2 separate regions of the Hordeum vulgare genome follow, and region 2 is linked to region 1. Evidence: chromatin contacts called from public Hi-C data. All regions are on one chromosome and are shown on one strand. The core of a region is the stretch at or near the end of the contact, and the rest is flanking DNA. Distances in the headings are between cores, read along the strand shown. Region 1 holds the start of LOC123449092. Region 2 holds the start of LOC123449094 (eukaryotic translation initiation factor NCBP).

Region 1 (2,852 bases), core at 177-2,676:
CGGACGCGGACAACAAGAACAAGGAGGAGGAGCGAGCGGAAAGGGGCCGGTCAGATTCCACTCGCCCCTCACCTTTAGCACCGCACCACTTCCCTTTGCTCCTAAGCAACGGCGATGGAAGAAGAAAGAACCATGGCGATTTATGTACTCACTGCTAATGGCATCCAGTAATAATTCACAAGAATCAGTGGTAACCTCCTCCTCCTCCTCCTAAGGTGAGGTGAGGTGAGAGCTCAAAATTTACCCGGCCCCCACGCGCAGCAAAGGAATCGAAACCCGAGATTAGAGACTACTGTAGAATCGACGTACAGATTCCCCCATCCACATATATCTATCTCCGCTAGATTAATACCAGCAGCTTCCGCTTCTGCGGCGGCGGCGGCGGCGAGGTTGGCCTGGTCCGCTTGCTGCCTACACGCTTAGCCCGTCCACGCCGCATTGCTTGTATGTCACCGACTGCCGCTTCGGGCTGATGTCGATCGCGCAGTCCACCGACACCTGGTTTTGTTCACGAGTCCCTTTCGATCAGCCCAGCGCTTGCGGACGAAGCGAAGCGAAGCGAGAAAGTTGGTTTCGGGGGGGCAGGGTGGGGGAATTTACCTGGACTTTGGGGGAGGAGAAGCCGAGCACGAGGATCTTGGCGGCGACGTCGCCGGTGATGCGGAACTCGACGCGGTCGTTGAGCGCGGCGTCGCGGATGAGGTCCTGGGCGTCGGACTGTAGCACGTTGAAGCGGTCGACGATGACGCGGGTCTGGAGCAGGCGGGTGCTGTGCGCGGGCTGCTCGAACCCGGGGACGGCCGCCACCCCGAGCGGCACCCCGTGGTACATGACGTCCAACGCCGTGGCGCCGTAGCGGATTCCCACCTTGTTGGCGTTCACGGCGGTGAAGAGGAGCGTGATGTTGAGGGAGAGGTAGGCGGCGGCGGGGGCCGCGGCGACGGTCGGCGACGCGGACACGGCTGGGGACGGCGGGGCCACGAGGAGGTACTGAACGGCGACCTGGTTGAGGTCGAACTGGGGCTTGCGTGGCTTGACGGCGAGGACGACGACGAGCGCGACGGCGAGGGCCAGGAGGGCGAGGAAGATAACGAGCATGAAGATGCAGCAGCAGCAGCCGCGGAAGGAGGCCGAGGAGCCGTAGGAGGGCGGCGCGCCCCCGTAGTGCGGGCGGCGCTGCGGGTAGGAGGGCGGGCCGTGGCCGTGGCCGTAGCGGTCGGCGTCGGATCCGGTCGTCATGGCCGCCGTCGCCGCGGGGAGGAGCGAGGTGGGGGTGGGTGGGGAGGGATGGTTTTGGATTTTCGGAGCTAATGCGGCATCTGCGACGTGGTGCTTGCGGGGGTTTGCGATTGATGTGGGGAAGGTGGTGCGAGTGCGAGTGGGGTGGAAGGAAGGAAGAGGGGAAAGTCGGGAGAGGGTGATTACGATTTACGGGGCTTGGCAGAAGCGTAGGAGTAGAAGTGGGAGTAAACAGGTGGTGGGGCTGTGTGTTTAGTGGGTGCTTTATTTGTTTGTTTGTTTGTTCTCTCGTGCTCCGGTCTGCTTCGGCTCGGGATTTGCAGAAAGAAAAGAATACCGGGCTTGTGTCATTGTCGACACCGCCGAACCTAATTTCAGCACGCAATGGAGCTGGACCTGTTGTACCCAAAAAAAAAAAAAACATGAACTGGGGCCAAGAGAGGAGAGTATAAATTTAAAGGGAGCATCTGAAACTCATTCGAACGAGATTTAAAATGATCTCATTCAGATGACGTCTCTATGACATTGGCCCTGTTTGGATACTCTAACCTGGTTAGAGTTAGAGTTAGTTAACTAACTCTAACTCTAAAGGTGTTTGGATGAGAGGATTAGATGGACAATAAATGTTTTTTCTCAATCATTTGGCTACTTTGGACCTCTCTCTTTTCGTGGACCCCACCTACTCTAACCCCAAAAAGCACCTCTTGAATGGGTTAGAGTTTTTGGGTTGGTTAGATGCATCTAACCAACTCTAACCCATTTGTTTGGATCTTTGAGAGTTAGATGGCTTAAATCTAATCCACTCTAACTCTAACCCTAGGATCCAAACAGGACCATTGTGTTTATCTCTTCCAGCCCGTTTCCCTCGCCGACGAAGACCATCCTTCTTTGTCAACCGAAAACACAAGAAATTGTCCTAAAAAAGTGCACAGTCTCACACACATTGAGCCGTACCCCTTTCTGCTCTCGCTGTACAAGCCAAGCCACTCACTCTCGCACTTGCACATTCTCATGGCGGCACTCTCAGCGAGCCAAGACAAGCAGCGGCAGCAGCTCATCCTTGCTCTCTTTCTCTTCGTCTTGGGGTCCCAAAGTTGGCGCTACTGCTCGACATGTTATGATGATGAGCAGGAAGCTGATAGGATGGTCGCACTGTAGTTGCAGCTGCGGTTGTGTATGATGAGTTGACTTGCGTTCGGGTCGGGGCGGTTGCAACTACTGCAAGAAAGGAAAACCGATAAAAACAAATAAAATGCTTTATTGCCCCCAACCACCCTCCTCAACCCTGGTTGCAATCGCAGTATATGTCTTGCGGTTACGGTTGGTGAGGGAGTTCTCGATTAAGGGGTCCTCGGGCGGTTGGGTTATCAAGATGGAAAGCTCTGAATACTAGACATGCACTCCAAGTCACGAGGACCAGTTCGACCCATCTATCCCCTAGGAACCTTGGTGTCTATATAAACCAAAGGCTCTTATGCGTATAGGCAGGTTATCTCATCTAGGGTTTTAGCTCATACGATCTCGAGGTAGATCAACTCTCTAACAATCATTCCCCATCAATATAATCAAACATGACGTAGGGTTTTACCTCCTCAAGTGGGTACAAACCTAGG
Region 2 (2,852 bases), core at 116-2,615, 350 kb after region 1:
GTGTGTCGGAGATAAAAAATGATGCTCTAGCACAAACTGTAAAATAGACGCGTACAAAAATGATGCTCCCGTGCTGTAAATATTGAGCGTGCTGCTTTTCAGGTTGCAAATTTGGGGCGCCGAATCATGCACTTCATAATTCGCACCGCGTGTTATTTTGAACGCGTGTTTTTTGGCATTAAAAAAAATGTTGGTCCACGTATAATAAAAAAGGAAAACTTTTGCGTCTACACACTTCCACCGGTCGCTATCGCTCGCTCCCTTTTTCACGTGGAGACAGGCTGGCGGTGACGCTCGTTTTTTTTCCTTTCTTCTCTGCTTCTTCTTCCTCTTGTCTCCGTTTTTTCCTTTTTTCTCTGCTTCTTCTTCCTCCCATTTCCGTTAGATCCATCTCGTTTTTATTAGATTCATGATGGATGGAAAAGTTACATCGGGGTACACGAGAGCTGCAACCGACATACGGAGGAGCTGTAAACAGCAAAGCGACGGGGGTTATGGGTGGGTGGGTGATCCCATGGTTGGCAGGTGAGGTTGCTGCACGAGGACCCGAAGGGATGGTGTCGCGAATGCTACAACCACGTACCACAAAAGCTACAAGCGTCAAAAAAAGTTACAACCGTTGATAAAAAAGCTACAACCACGTCCATCAGAGTTGCAGCCAAAGTTCATTGAAGTTGTAGCCGGAGTTGCAACCATGATGTAAAAATGCTGCAACCATTATACAAATTTGCTATATCCGTCATTCCGTTTTGTTGCAACTGTATTGTTTTTCTATAACAGTTGGCATGGCCGAGCTGCAACCATGATGAAAAAATGCTACAATTATTATACAAATTTGCTACATCCGTCGTTCTGTTTTGTTACAACCGGTATTACTTTTTAGCTACCACCGACAATTTTTTTTGCTGCACGGAAGGCGAGATGTTGGTGGTGGGTTGATGGGAACCACGACGTCGACGTCGAGCGCGATGAGCAGGCTGACGACGGGACGACGACGATGAGCGTGCGGGAGCCCGCGGGCTACTTGCACACGGCGGCGCGTGCGAGATGTAGGGGAGGCGGAGGGATCGGGATGCGCGTTGAGCTGCGTGAGGAGGATGAAGGAGCGGGGGAGATCCAACGATGCGGGAGACTCCAATCATACGGCTGCGCTGTGACCGGCGCGAGTTTTCGAGCCGGCGCGTCGACGTTCAATACTGTTCTAATAAAAATATTATAATAATGTGTTAAAACTTTTATTGCACGTGAAATTTTTGAGTCACTGTTTGGAGAAGCTGTGAGAAAAAGATTTCAGACCCACACCTTACGGAATAGAAGCGCTCCCTGGCACGGTTCATCCCTATCGAAGAGGACCAAAAAGGCACAAACCCACTCCCATCCCCCCGTCACGCGTCTCCCGGACCCTTCCTCGTCTCTCTCTCTCTGAACTCCCAACCCAGCCGACCAAATCGCCGCACGAGGGGGCGCCATGGAGGCGGCGGTGGAGAGGAAGGTGCCCGAGCAGGAGGAGCAGCTACAGCCGTCGCACGCCCGGGCCGAGGACGCGCCGCCCGCCGCCGTCGAGGAGGAGGACGAGGCGGAGGCCGAGGAGAGCGAGCGCCGCAACCGCGAGCTCAAGGCCGGCCTCCATCCTCTCAGGGTAAGACCCGCCCGCCGCCGCTAGATCTAAACCTTATCCCCGTTTCCCGTTCCAGAAATGCCTGAACCTTTGAATCTCAGAGGAAGCCGGATGTAATCTCCTTTCTTGTCCGCAGCGCAAGCTCGTGCTCTGGTACACACGCCGGACGCCCGGGACGAGGTCGCAGTCGTACGAGGACAACATCAAGAAGATCGTCGATTTCAGCACTGTACGTGTCTCCGTCACAGCAGGTTGCTTTCAGGGTTTTTTCTTAGTTAGGTCAGTGGAGCTTACTGATTGATATTGCTGTTTGGAATTGGATGACTTTAGGTCGAGTCGTTCTGGGTTTGCTACTGCCACCTCGCACGCCCGTCCGCCCTACCGAGCCCCACGGACCTGCATCTTTTCAAAGAGGGTGTCCGTCCACTCTGGGAGGTATTGCTCCGAACAAGCTGTTGTTTTTTCAGTAGTGTCTGTGTTTAGTATTGGTGTCATGTCTACCATGCTTCTAGTGGTTAATGCATTTTGACTGGGCAGGATCCTGCAAATCGGAATGGCGGCAAGTGGATTATACGGTTCAAGAAGGCTGTTTCTGGGCGTTTCTGGGAGGATTTGGTAAGTAATCTATTTGTGCTTTCGTTGGGCTGTAAGATTAGGTCATCATACAAACTTCGGTTGTTGTTCTTTAAACCCTCAACTAGGACTTCCCTTCCTGTGCCACCATGAAGTACTATACATTAGCCTACTTGATTTGTGGAAAATTCTACCCCTCCGTTCCTAAATATAAGTCTTTTAAGAGATTTCACTAGGGCTCTACATACGGAGCAAAATGAGTGAATCTACACTCTAAAGTATGTCTATATACATCCGTATGTAGTCCACCGGTGAAACCTCTAAATGACTTATATTTAGGAACGGAGGGAGTAGTTCTTATCATCATGGGATTCTCAAGTGATGTTTTTACTTTGTTCATGACTGGTCTTTAATTGCATTATAACCTTGTGGGATGCTGTGAGGAGTTAGTGATGGTCTGATGGATCAAACATTTCATTCCTCAAGTGAAACAAGAAACTTAGGTCTAGATTTGGAACAGGATAGCCCTTGTTCTGTTTATAGAGCGGAAATGTTTTTTCCTTCAGAATGGCATTCCTCATGAGTCATGGCCATAATCTCTACTATCTTATACTCCCCCTGATGGGGTTATAGTCCTAGGGTAGGGTCATAGGCCTGCCCT

Evidence for each region. Hi-C and Micro-C count contacts between places; a contact is called where the count stands out from the background.
Region 2: a contact with region 1 is called in a Hi-C map of leaf, with 5 times the contacts expected there. The contact joins the promoter of LOC123449094 here to the promoter of LOC123449092 in region 1. A contact is called at or near these places in 4 of 6 Hi-C or Micro-C datasets (leaf and seedling) and 1 of 1 datasets of contacts at active chromatin or transcription factors (embryo).

Annotation. Positions count from the first base shown.
Region 1 is chr4H:489,116,279-489,119,130 of MorexV3_pseudomolecules_assembly, forward strand. LOC123449092 reads right to left here and starts at 1,427. Exons shown (of 2, transcript XM_045126177.1): 1 at 601-1,427; 2 at 118-498. The coding sequence starts at 1,239. The coding sequence ends at 412.
Region 2 is chr4H:489,463,250-489,466,101 of MorexV3_pseudomolecules_assembly, forward strand. It overlaps LOC123449094 (eukaryotic translation initiation factor NCBP), which reads left to right and starts at 1,366. Exons shown (of 6, transcript XM_045126180.1): 1 at 1,366-1,639; 2 at 1,755-1,847; 3 at 1,949-2,053; 4 at 2,156-2,233. The coding sequence starts at 1,469.